Regions from separate parts of the Columba livia genome. Here region 2 is linked to region 1. A link is a contact called in public Hi-C data. All regions are on one chromosome and are shown on one strand. The core of a region is the stretch at or near the end of the contact, and the rest is flanking DNA. Distances in the headings are between cores, read along the strand shown.

Region 1 (6,143 bases), core at 242-2,741:
TATATTTAGTGAAAAATACTTAAAGGCCGTGGTATAAGGACACTGGCACAGATTGCAGGGAGGTGTCAGCCGTGCGGTGGTGACTGTGCCGTGGGGAATCTGCAATGCACAGGGCTCATTGAACACCGATGGCATCGCACACTGCCAGGCCCTAAATCTCTTTAGATGCTGCTGTCAATAATACTATGGTTTTTTTAAAAGTAGTTAAAACTGCAGTTGTACAGCAGATGGTGTGTGTATGTGAACCTATAGCTGGATGTATATGGTGAGTTCTGTTCCCTCCACTGGCCATCGGAAGCCCCGTCTGCCGGGTTTCCACGTCTCCTTGCTCCCCCGTCGCTCTCTCCCCGTTTGCAGCTGGAAAAGGCGCAGACACGTGGGCCGAGCTGCGGTCCCTGCTCTGCCCAGACCTGCTGCGGGGGCTGCTCTTAAGGCTTGAGTGGCCCCTCAGGAAAATGACCCGACCCAGTAACCCTGGAAAATGGCCGAGGACTTTACAATAAACACTTATGCAAATAACTTTCTGAGGCTTTGGATCTTTTCACTGAAGATGCTGGCAGTGTGCAAAACGTTTCCTGGTTTTGCCCTCATTAAGTGACTGCACAACTGTTGGAAGTTGGTTTTCGTTTGGTTGGTTTTTAATTTGTATCCTACCTTACAGCAGTGGAAAAAAAAGCGTGTGCAACAAAACCAAAAACCGTTCCTAGGCTTTCGTTGTTTTGTAAATTCAGTTAATGTTGTCAGAATTTTACCTGCTAGGTGCAGTTTCATACTGAATTCAGTCACTAGAGGAGATGTCTGTGACGTTCTTTGAGCATCTAAAATCTTTAGAGGAGTATAGAGATTTGTTTTGATGGAAAAGCAGACTGGTTGACTTTCTACACCCAAATGACACTGTGTCCTTTTACTTACACTCCTTTCCTCACTCAGTAGCAAGATGACTGGCAATAACCTTCAACCCCGCGTAGTTGTATCAGTGTTCTATGGTGGTATCTGTCGGTTGCTTTTTGTCATATTATAACATATTATGAGCTATATCATATTTAAAATAAATCAGAATATTTAAAAGACCCACCTGGTTTCTTCCCTGTGCTCTCTGATAGTTTTTTTTAATAAACAAGCAGTTTTGCTTTTGAAGAGTTGCACAGTAGTTTAAGCACTGAGTTTTGAACTTTGTTTCAGTTTGGTGTATGTTTGACTTTTTTTTCTTTTCACCATGTGAAAACCATTTTCTATGGTCGGAAACTATTAGTTATCCCCAGTGTGAACAAAACTTCCTTTGTTCTGTCCTTCTTAATGGCTGCAAACTGGTGTGCTCCAAACAATAAAACTCTGTCATCAAAAATTAACCAGTGCTCCAGATTCCTGGTCTGTCGTGTTTTAAGCAGTAGCTCAAGACGTCTGAGTGGACAAGCGAGTTCTTCCTTGTTCAATCTGTCATTGATGAGAGCGATGAAGACTTGGTCGGGCCGGGTTCTGCGTCGTCTTTGCTCGCAGCTTCCATGTAGGTCTGGGCTTTGTGGTTTGATACCGGGCGCTGGGAAACGCTGAAATGTTCTATCAGACCAGCTTGGAGCCGTCATTTTGGATTCACTCTTCTGCAGAACGAGTACCTGAAGCTGCTTTTATAGCTTAATATTCAATTCTTGAAACCTGTTTGGAAATAGCCTTGGCTTTTGGAATGGGAAAGAAAAACTTTGAAGAGCTTTGAGAGCTGCCGCAGGGACTCGCTACTTGGCTGGATCCAATCCAGCATGGCAGCCGCAGCCGCGTTCCTTCACAGGTGCTTTCTGAAGAATTTAGAGCTCTGTTTTCAGTTGGTGAAGTCTGTTTATGTTTTGTCTATGCTTCTGAGACTGTGCAGCTCAAGGGGCTGGTAATGGGATGCGGAGCCTTTTGCCCGGTCCCTGCCAGCCCCACATCTCACCCGCGATGGAGTCGGGCGCCGTCCAGCGCTGGGGCTGCGCTTCAGCCTTGGTCCTTCTCCCGCTTCGCTTCCTGGTGGAATAAATGTCCCTTTCCCAGGGAAACGTGGCTGTGTCAGGAGTGCAATAGGGCCGGGACTGCCGGGAAGATCAGACTACATGACCTCTCTGCCCTGAACACGGTGCTTTTGGCCAAAACTGATACACGCGCCCTCAGCAATGGTAATAGAGTTTTATATTTTACATAGATAAATGAAGAGCGTTATCATCAACGGCAGTTAATTCAGAATTTTAGAAGACTGCAAGTAACAGAAGCTTCTGGTGACGGTGTTTAAGAAAAGTTAATTATATATCAGGGAAGAACTTCAACTCTCAAGTCCTGATGCATTTTTGAATGCCAGCAAACCAGAGGAATGAGCAAGCTCTGAAATTATTCATGGCATACAACAAACTCCAATGCCCTCTGTTTTCCTACTTCCATGGAACAGTTAAGGACATAGAACTTAAAAATCCCTTAAGAAAACAGTTATTTTATGGAGCTATGATAGGTCGAGTATTGCTGTTTTAATCTCATCCATATTTTCGTGTCATGTCCAGGTTGTGTTTGTAAGATGTTGTTGAAGTAGGTTGGAGTTAGTGCTGATGTGCTGGCGTCGTTCAAAAGCAGGAGGAGGTGACTGAGTTGGGTTGGATTATTCGATGTGAATCACTTCTTCCATACTTTTGTTATACCAGTTCCTTTCCCTCTTGTTTTCATTCAGAGCCATTGCTGTGCTTACACATGTGAAACAGCATTTTCCTGATTTGGGGGAAAAAATCTTTAATTGCCAATAATAACAGTTCGAAAGCCTTATATTTTTCTTCTTCTTGATTTCCTCCTTTCCCTTTTCATAGGGCTGCTGTGTTCCAAAGGAGAGAAAACATGTTGCTGTCTTCATCTTTTTTTTTCATCTTTTTACTCCTCTCTTTAATTTTTCTCGTTTTCTGCCTGGCTGCACTCTGCTTTCCTCTAATTTGCCTTTTCTGGATGCAGTTGGTATCTATATGCTTTTTTTTTTTTCCTCCGCACTGTCTTCCAAACTCATGATCTGTCAAGAACAATCAGCAAACCTTCACTGAGTTGATTTCGGATCATCATTCTCCTGTCCTGTGTAGAATCTGGTGAGCACGCTCCTCAGAGCAGGGGCCTGGTGGCCTATAATAGATGCCCACAATAGTATCACCCTTGCCAGCCTGCCCTTTAACTTTCACCCATAGACTCTCAACTCGCTCCTCATCTGTGCCTGTGTAGTGTGAACGTTATTCTGGGTGTAATATGGAAAAGCGGTGGTCCTCTACATTCTCTGTTTGCTTACTGATAGGCTACTTTTGTAATAAATAGTCTTTTCAAAATAATCTTTTGAAAGACTTGTGCTTCACTGGGGTAGGTTTGATTCTGCCAACATTATCTAATGCATCGCTAATAAATTGAGGCTCAGGGTTAAGATTGGAAGTAAGCAAAGAGTCTCAAGTACTGTACTTATGACTTCTTGGTCAACCAGTAGTAGTTTTTTCCTTCTGCACTTCAGATCCCACATCAGAAAGTTAACACGAACAACTATAAAGTGACATTTCAGAAAAAGGGACTGGGATTTATAGCTCATTGATTCACAAGAACCTTGTTCCAAATTGCGTTCACGTCTGATACCATAACCTGCTTGTTTGGCAAAACTTTATGCCGACATGGTGCCTGTGGGCTTAGTCTCATTGCATCTGTTTTCAGTTGTTGGTTCTTTGGAAATGAGCTTCATAATGCAGATAGTGCAAGTATCTTGTGTATCACACGTTTCTTTGCTGTAATTTGTGTTGTTCAAGACTTCTGTGATATAGAGAAATCTAGAGAATTTGCAGATGGTTGGTTAGAATGGCAAGGTCTTACCGGCTTGTTTTCTTACCTACCTTTTGTACGATGTCTTTCTACCTACTAAATACATATATTTTTATAAGCATGTATATGTTTTACATGGTATGTTCACAATCCGTGTGCTTTGCAGATCAGTGGTGAAGCTCAGGAACTCTTTTCTGTCCGCCATGGTCCAGTTCGAGCTGCACGGATTTTACCAGCTCCACAAATCAGTAAGTATATATATATTATATATTTTATAATTAAGCATATGCTTTTTTCTGATGGTAAAATGCTTTTTTAATCTAGTAAGCTAGACTGCTTATGAACTCCTTCAAGCAGTTACACTCTGTCTCTAAGTTGCATGTATTTAGCATCTGACAATGGTAGTTGTTACATTAGAAAACTCTTCAAATTAGCTCATATTAAATTAAGTCAAACCTTTTAAAAACATGTTTTGGTCTCTTTTTGCATGGTCTGGTTTAAATAAATCTTTGATTAAAAGTACATGAATGTATCATTGACCAGTATCTGGAATCAGAATAAAGTAAAGCTGTAATAAGAGCCTTAGATAACTAACACATGAGCTTTAATGATTCTGAGCAAAATAAAAGGAATTTGTAAAGGAGAAGCTGATTACCATCAGTAAGCTCAAACACTATTTTACTGTAAAGCTGTAAAAAGGGAATTATTGAAAATAGGACTCTCTTAGTGGATGGATTTGGCACGTTCCTAGAAACAGATCTTAGTTTCTGATAAGAAGCTCATTCCCAGGTGTGAAAGGAAAGCTCATGGTTTTAACTTGGTGACTTCGCAGTAGCAGAACTTAATAGTTTGTCAGCTATTTTGTTAAAATACTCTCGTCCTTTGATGTCAGATCCTCTGCTGCATCACGTGCTTCCCAGCATAATAAAGCCTTGTTTCCAATGAGTTATTTCATACAGGCTTATTTCACGTGGGCTTGTTGCACAGGAGACCCCCTCAGGTCTGGTTTAGCGGGTTAGAAGCGGTGCTGGTGTCAGGAGCGCGGTGCGGTGTCTGGCGCTGCCAGCTCGGATCCGGTGAGCTTTGTTAGGCCGGGCTCTGTGCCACGGCCAGAGCGGCCAAACGGCTCCTGGAAGCGCTCTGACCTGGCAGCTGTGCCGCAGGCCGGGCCAGGGTTTTGTCTGAGCTCACAACCCAGGCAAGACCTGACCCGGCCCAGCGCTGCAGCGCTTTGATGTCTCCCTGTCCATGGCATGGTCAGCCTGGATAGCGCGGCCATAAAGAACTGAGTGATTTCTGTAAATAACACTGGAAAATGTAGACGTTAACTCTTCTCTGCTCCCCAGATCTCGACAATGCCCTCAGACACGTGATATGAATTTTGGGGTTGCCCTTTACAGGGACGGGAGTTGGACTCGATCAACTCAATCAGAGATACTGTTTTTAAAGCCACTATGAACCAAGGGGACATCGTGGATGAAGCGTTGGAAACTAGAATTATATTAACATGAACAGCTAAAATTAAATAGGACACAGAATAGTTATACATTTTAAAATCTTAAACTGGTAAAGGTTTAAAATTTGCAGCAGATTTCTCTCTTTACTCTGCTGCTTACGTCTGTGATGTTGGTAAAATAAAATGGGAACCTCAAAAGCTGACTCAGCTGTACGTGCAGGTATACTTAAAAGAACTGTAATATTGAGGTGGCTTTCTAAAGGGAGGCAGATGTGAGTTTTGTACAGATTCAACCACTTGGGTGGCTTAGTGGTTTGAAGTCCCTGAAGGCCAAAATAATTGCATAGGAGGTATTGCAGAGGAACGAGCTGCACAAGCCGTCGCAGCCGGTAGCTGCGTTTGGGCGGGTGGAAGTGGGTCATGCAGGTGTGCGTTGAAGTTTTGGTGTTTTGCGACTGTTCCGTGGGTTGTTATGGTATAATGAATGTTAATGTATGTGGCTTATAGAAATTACAGAACAGAATTCTCAAGCATAGCAAGTAAGCCTTTTATAAATGTCACAGGGAAGAATTCTGAAGCACAGCATTTTAAAAACTCATTTATTTGAAGCTCTGTGGACTGACCTCTGTGCCGTCGCTTCAGTTCCAGCCACATCACGTCCATACTTTAGACTATTAGACCTTAAACTTTCAGCATATTAGACTGATTTATCAAGAGTGGGCTGAAGAGACAGTAGATGTGGAATTCAGCTGGAGTCGGGGGGGTTCTGGAGTGATAACTGTTGGGGGGATGTAAGAAACGGGTGTGATGATGCAGGTACTGAAGGAGGACTTGGAAATTTGAAATACCAGGGTGATGCTGGGGGTTGAGACAGAGTAACGTGGTGCTCGTGGTC
Region 2 (6,238 bases), core at 2,882-5,381, 300 kb after region 1:
GGGGCTGGGAGCGGCTTACCCCCATCCAGCACAGCCGCAGAGCTCCCCAGCCCCTCCACTCCCCCGCTCCGGGCACTGGGCAGCTCTGGGGGGGTCAACAAGCTGGCGCTGAGGCACCCGATGGATGGGGTGGCCCCGGCCCCAGTACCAGGGAGGTGAACGGGGTTGAAACCTCATCTGTGCAAGGGGCGAGGGAGGAAAAAATGATTAAAAGAAATAAGAAAGGAAACACAGCAAATAAATCGCCTCGGCAGCCGCCGCCGCGCAGAGCTGGTACGGCGGGGGGAGCCCTGCGGGTACCCGGGCAGATATTTATGAAATAAATGGTAATTTGTGTAAATAAGCTATAAGGATCCCAGAATATGCAAATTGGTATTAATTTATTCAGAGTTGTACATTGGTGTGTACATAATATTTAGAGTTTAACTCATCGCATTTAAGTTTTGTTTTTATTTTTTTTTTTCATTTTACATGAGCATATATATTGTAAATGAAAACTATTTAGCTCTTTGTGATTGAAGGAGATATCGGTTTCTTTAACTGTGTTTTAAAATATTGTTCATCCCGCCTGTTCTCTAGGACAATCATGTACCACCACTAAAACAAATTTTTGGAGTAATTGAAACTAAGATTTCAATTCTCTAATGGACTTTTGCAAGAAAAAAAAAAACAACAAACATGAATCCAAAACATAACTAAAATATCGCTACAGTGCGGGGTATAGAGAATGCAGGAATAAACCTCAGGTTTTTATTTTTCACTCCAGAACATTAAAAAAAAGAAGTATAATAAATTTAAATATCACAGGACTGTGCTCTATATTTGTTTTAAAATAAAAAGATACATGATTTGCAACGTGCTGGTTACTCGGATATCTGTCTGTCCAGTTTTGATGAATTCTCACATCTTTCAATAAAAAAACTACTCGGAGAAGTCCTGCCGGCTCCCGCTTGTTTCATTCCCGCCGCCTTCCCGGAGCCGATCGCCCCGTCGGGGCCGCCGCTCCTCCGCAGGTGCGCAGCGTTGCGCGGCCGGCCCGGCCCACGCCGGAGCTCGTTTTCCGCAGCGGCGGTAGGGGCCGCGCATCCTCGGCGGCTTCCCCGGCCATAGCGCGGGCTACCGGGCACCGCGTTTGATGGGGAAAGATGAAAATCCCCCGAGGTGCGCGGCCGCCCTCCCCGGCGCAGCGCTCTGCGGGGGCTTCGGGGACGGGGAACATCCAGCGGCTCAGCCCGGTGCGGGATTTCTGCGCTCAAGGCCTTTGCCCGCCCCACAAGCCGTCCCGCAGCAGGGGGGCCCGGCAGGTGGGCAAGGTGGAGGGCAGAGGAGTTAGCGGGTGCGCAAGGGGATGTTCCGGGTGCATCGGGGGAGGATGCGGCGCCGGGACCCCCGCGCGGATGCGGATCTACCCGCATCGTCCTCGGAGTGCAGCGGAACTGCCCGGGGGTGCGCGCCGGTGCCGCCCCGGGAGGGCATGGCCCGGGCATGCCGGGACCGTCCCGCCGTGCTGCGGGGATGCTCACCGGGACCGGCGAGAACGGGAAACGCTCAGGTACACCGGTACCGGCGGGGATCGGGGTGCTCTAGTCACGTCGGCACCGGCGGGGAAGGGATGACCCGGGCACAGCGGTACCGTCGGGGATGGGGCTGCCCCGGGGCGGGCGCTGTGGGTCCCCACATCTGCCCCCACGTTCGGAGCCGCTCGGGGCGTTGCAGGGCGCGGTCGAGGAGGACGCAAACAGCCCTTTTCCTCACCAATTACCCTTCTCCCGTTCCGGGGAAGATTTATGAACGCAATCGCGGGTGGGGGCGGGGGCGCGTCCCCGCGGGCGCGGAGGCGCAGCGCCGGGCGCAGGGCGCCCTCTGCTGGAACCGCCGTGCACCTGCCGCCGCTCGGCCCCGACGGGGAGGGTCGTGGGCGGCCGCGGCTCCTCCCCGGGCTCCCCCGGACCCCCACCTCAGCACTCCGGAGGTGGCTGCAGGCAGGGAACGGGCTGTGGAACCCCCCACCCCATCGTGGTAGCATCTGAGGGGAGATGCTAGGGCTGTGCTCCCCGATGACTGGAGCGGAGCTACTGTGGCTCCCCCAGAGGAGCAGAGCCTTTTCTGTCAGTGCAGGGGGGAACTGTCAGGCTGGGAACTGCTTAAACAGAAGGAGGGAAGTGTAGTTACTATAATTAAGCTTGTAGGATCATTTCTGAATAAACATCACTCAGATGAGTAACAATTTAACAGGCTCTACTTTTAGCAAGGGGGCACAGCATGTGCCAGTGTGAGGGCTCACCAGCCCTTGCCACCACCCTCCTGGCCATGCTGGGTTTAGACTAAGCTGGCTAGAGCAAGCACAGCAGGGAGATGGTGCCTGTGCTGCTGAACAGAGCCAGCGCTGGCAGAGCCTCATGCCAGGTTCCTGCTGTCCTGGCACACTGCAGACAGCCACGCTGTCCAGCCTGGTCCAAGGGACAATGAAGGTTTAAACGTTGCTTCCTCCTCAAGGGCCAAACACTGGGGCCGGCAGGGCGTCCCAACCTGCCTATTGAGCACAAAGCTTCTCTTCACTAGAGATGGGAAAGTGCTCCCTGCAGAGTGTGGGTTCACGATGGTGACCTCGAGGGATGGTTCTGGAAGGCAGGGAGCAGGGCCTGGCTCCCCCCAGGCATGGGGCGTGGGCAGCAGGGCGTTTCGGCAGGAGCTGAGCTGCTCCAGGCCTGCTGTGGCCAAACCCAGGCTCTGAGAAACCCTATTCAAACAGTGTGACAAGCAGCTACTGATTAGTCATGCACTGCGCTGGGATTATTTTCCTCGGCTATGAAAAGGCACTGGGAGGCCCTGCGAGGGCACACCCAGCACAGCACCCCAAATGGCTCTGCTGCTTTGCACCCTGAAATGCACCCGACAAAACCTGGCATGGCCATGCCGTGTGCTGTGGTCACTGTCAAGTCCCCAGAATGAAGTGCTGGGTGCTCCGGTGATCCCTGTCTGGCAGAAGGTGTTGGTGTTTAACCAGCAGGTAAGAGAGGTGCTGCCTCCACCAATGTGGTGAGATCACCAAATAATGAGGATTTCACTAGTGTTAGTGGCAGCTTTTGAGTTTCTTTGGCTAAATGCACAAGGTGCTTGGCTAGACACTAAAAATAGCATTCCTACCCTAAGGGTTTCGTGGCCCCCGTGGACAAACCCCAGCTAACTTAGCCACCAAGCCACTGTGCAGCACAATAGCGCTGCTGGAACAGCTCCACGGGCGGGTGTTTGTAAACAGGAACACCGGCCAGCGCATCTCACAGGCCCGTGCAGGGGAACGCTGCCGCTGCTCTCATCCCTGCACAGGACCAGCTGTGGTTTCTCAGGCCAAGCCGGGCCCTCACCAGGGCTACAGTGCTGTGCTGCTGGCGCTGTGCCTGTGCGTATCCTTGAGCATGTCACGTCAGGTCACTGTTGCGCGGCAGGTGACAGCGAGGTGGTGACACCTTGTTGGGTGTGCTCAGGCCCTGATTGCTGGTCAGAGTGGGAAAATATGGCTTTTTGTCTCTGTGGTGTGGGGTTTACAGGAACCAACCACTGCACACCTCAGGGGAAAGGCAGGGAGGGTGGCAATGCTATGAAGCAAGGCACGCTGTGATGCGAGGCTCCTGCCCTGTGCCAGGAGCTCCCTCAGATGTGGGGGGCTCCCAGGGCCCATCAGTGCCACAGGCAGGTTCAGATTCCCCATTGGAACATTTCAACGAACATTTGAGCCCCTCTGCCAGCCCCGACTTTGTGAACACGGGGTGCAGCCGTCGGGGAAGGGAAGCCCCGGCCCGGCGGCAGCGGGGCGAGCAGCTCTTTGTGCCGGGCTGGCGCCTGCCTGCCGCCGCGCTGCCTCCCCGGCCGGGACAAAGCGGAGCGGGCCGAGCCCCCGGCTGCGGCTCCCAATTAGGGACCCGCCGGCGCTGCCCCCCGCGGCGCGCAGGGGCGGGGAGGAGGGAGGCGAGCGCGGTCACGGCCTTGGAGCCCCAATTACCCGCGGGGCCGCCGCTCTGTCTGCCGCCCCCGATCGCGGATCAATAGACAAAGGGCAGCACCGGGAACCTCTGCGGAGCGCTGCCTCCCCCCGGCCGGGTATCTCTTAGCGCTGCGCACCCGCGGGCCCGGCCGCGTAGGACACCTGCGTACCCCGCCGCACCTGTGCGCTCGGGGCGGGATGCGCAGCCGGGGTAGCGGCTCCGCACCTGCGGCCGGACGTGATTTATGGGGCTGCTCGGTGTGCGTTCTTATTTTGTGCTGCTGCCGCTAGTTCGAGCAAGGTCGGTAGGTCGCTGGGGGGGCTGCTGTGGTCTCCTCTTCCATCCTGCCCCGCCGGGGATAGGGTCCTGAACCCCAATGAGGCGTCCTCGGAGCCCCGGTGTGGAGGACAGCTTGTCTCTTCAGCAGCGTGCTCGGGTGAGCCCCCCCTGACTGCTCCAGGGCTTTTCCGTCCCGGAATCTCTGTCCGCGTTCTTTCTATGGGCGCTGGCGTCCCAAAGGCCTCTTTGCCTCCCTCAGTCGGTTCTGGCCCGTTAACTCCCCGGGGGCACAGTCCGGGCATGGTCTGGGGCTGCGGGAAGGATGAAGCAGCTGTTTAGGCTGTTCCCAGAGCTGCTTTGATCTGCGCGTGTGTCTGTGGGGGTTACAAATATTATCAGGCAAAAAGTAACTGTTTATTTTGATGCAAAGCTGGTTCTTAGCCGCAGGCACCGTTTGCTCTGAGGCAGGGTGGGAAAGGGGAAAGGGGAGGCTCTCGGTTTATTCCGGTTGTTTATAGTGGCGGGTGATGGCGAGGGAGAACCGGGCCCCGTCGCCCCGCGGCGCCTGCCCGGGCCTTTTCCCAGACCTTCCCCGGAGCCACATCGGGAAGGGAGGAGACGCGGCCGCGCCCCGGTGGGTGTCTGCTCGGGACATCCGACTAGACAGAAGCAGCCGGCGGGGCTTTCAACTGCCCTCTCCGCTGCTCTTCTTTCCAGCTTTGCGCTGGGGTCGCGGGGGGGAAAACAAAACAAACCACAACACCAAAAAGGTGGTTTTTCTTCCTCGGGATGTGCCTTGGGCTCCAAAACGTTCTGCCAGGCCGCCCCGTCCAGGCTGTGCCCGCTGCTGCCCCGAGCTCGGCCGCCAGGTGGCGCAGTCTCGCCGCGGGGGCGGCCAGATGCGGGGAAACGGTGACGGGGCCTCTCGGGGGGTGCCCGGGAGGTGGCGGCCGGTCCGGGGCTCCTCGGGGCATCCCCTAGGGGGTAGCTGTGCAGCAGCCCGTACTGGTGGCACCCCCTGGTCATCCACAGGGTTTGTCTTCTCAACCTCACCGGATGGGGGGTCTGCAGCAGTGGCCCCTCAAGTATCCCCTGTCGTGTCCATCCTCTGGTCCGTCTGTTTCTTGCTGTCACAGCCTGTCCTTGCTGCCTGTGCCACCGTGGTTCCCCTTGCTAAGGGCTGTTGTGTGTGTATACGTTCACTTTTTCTTTACATGTGTTCTGTGTGTGTGCACAAATACGTAGGAGCAGCCGTCCTGCAGATCGATAAGGGCTTTGTGCTATTCCCCAGCTTTGTGGGTTCTGCCAAAAATGTGCATGTGACACCTATAGACCCCCTCAAAAAGCTGCAAGTACTTGCTCTGAGGCATCTAAGCATGAACAAGCAGGCAGAAGTGGTGATGGTGTGTCTTCTGCATGCTGGGGTTTATTTTGCCTGAAGAATTAATGGGTGAAATCATGTGAGAAAGGCTGCTGCTTTCCCTCGTCAAGTTGGCATCACTGTAATTGGTGACATAAGCACAGGTACATCTGTCCTTTGCCTCCCATTGATTTCTGTAAATGGTCCTTGCCTTCAGCCTTGGGCCTGGCTTGCTCAGTAATTCTTTGGAAATAAAATCTAATTAAAATGAGACAGCGCTGTCGAGGGACTACCTAATTGTCTTTGCAAAATGACCTTGTGGAGGTCTTGGCTTGGTTCCCAGCAGAAAGGTGTTGTCAGTGCAAAATCCTGTGCAGCTGAGGAGAATTGGTTAAAGACTTTTGGGAAATAATTCCCCATGCTGGGAAATAATGACCTGGTAGAGGCACTGTGATGCTGTTGTCCCTGTGCTGCTCCAGCTTGAGAGCTGTCCTCCCTGCCTAGGCTATGTTGGGGCTCAGGGACACCCTCAAAATGGCTTTAAAAGAGATAAATGGCACATACAGGGGTTCAGCCAATGTAAATCCCAGCAGGTATCCCCAGTGGTACCCTCTGT

Evidence for each region. Hi-C and Micro-C count contacts between places; a contact is called where the count stands out from the background.
Region 2: a contact with region 1 is called in a Hi-C map of crop, with 4 times the contacts expected there. The contact joins the promoter of TBX4 here to the enhancer-like site in region 1. A contact is called at or near these places in 2 of 2 Hi-C or Micro-C datasets (crop and liver).

The regions. Positions count from the first base shown.
Region 1 is chr20:2,063,005-2,069,147 of bColLiv1.pat.W.v2, forward strand. It overlaps BCAS3 (BCAS3 microtubule associated cell migration factor), which reads left to right. Exons shown (of 26, transcript XM_065036752.1): 6 at 3,959-4,040. Among named protein-coding and RNA genes, the nearest start is that of BCAS3, 12 kb to the left of the region's middle. Within about 2 kb of position 1,492, at least 1 of the 3 cell types and tissues checked has an H3K27ac peak away from gene starts, as active enhancers do.
Region 2 is chr20:2,360,216-2,366,453 of bColLiv1.pat.W.v2, forward strand. It overlaps TBX4 (T-box transcription factor 4), which reads left to right and starts at 4,132. Exons shown (of 11, transcript XM_005511931.3): 1 at 4,132-4,419. It overlaps TBX2 (T-box transcription factor 2), which reads left to right. Exons shown (of 7, transcript XM_065036763.1): 7 at 1-933.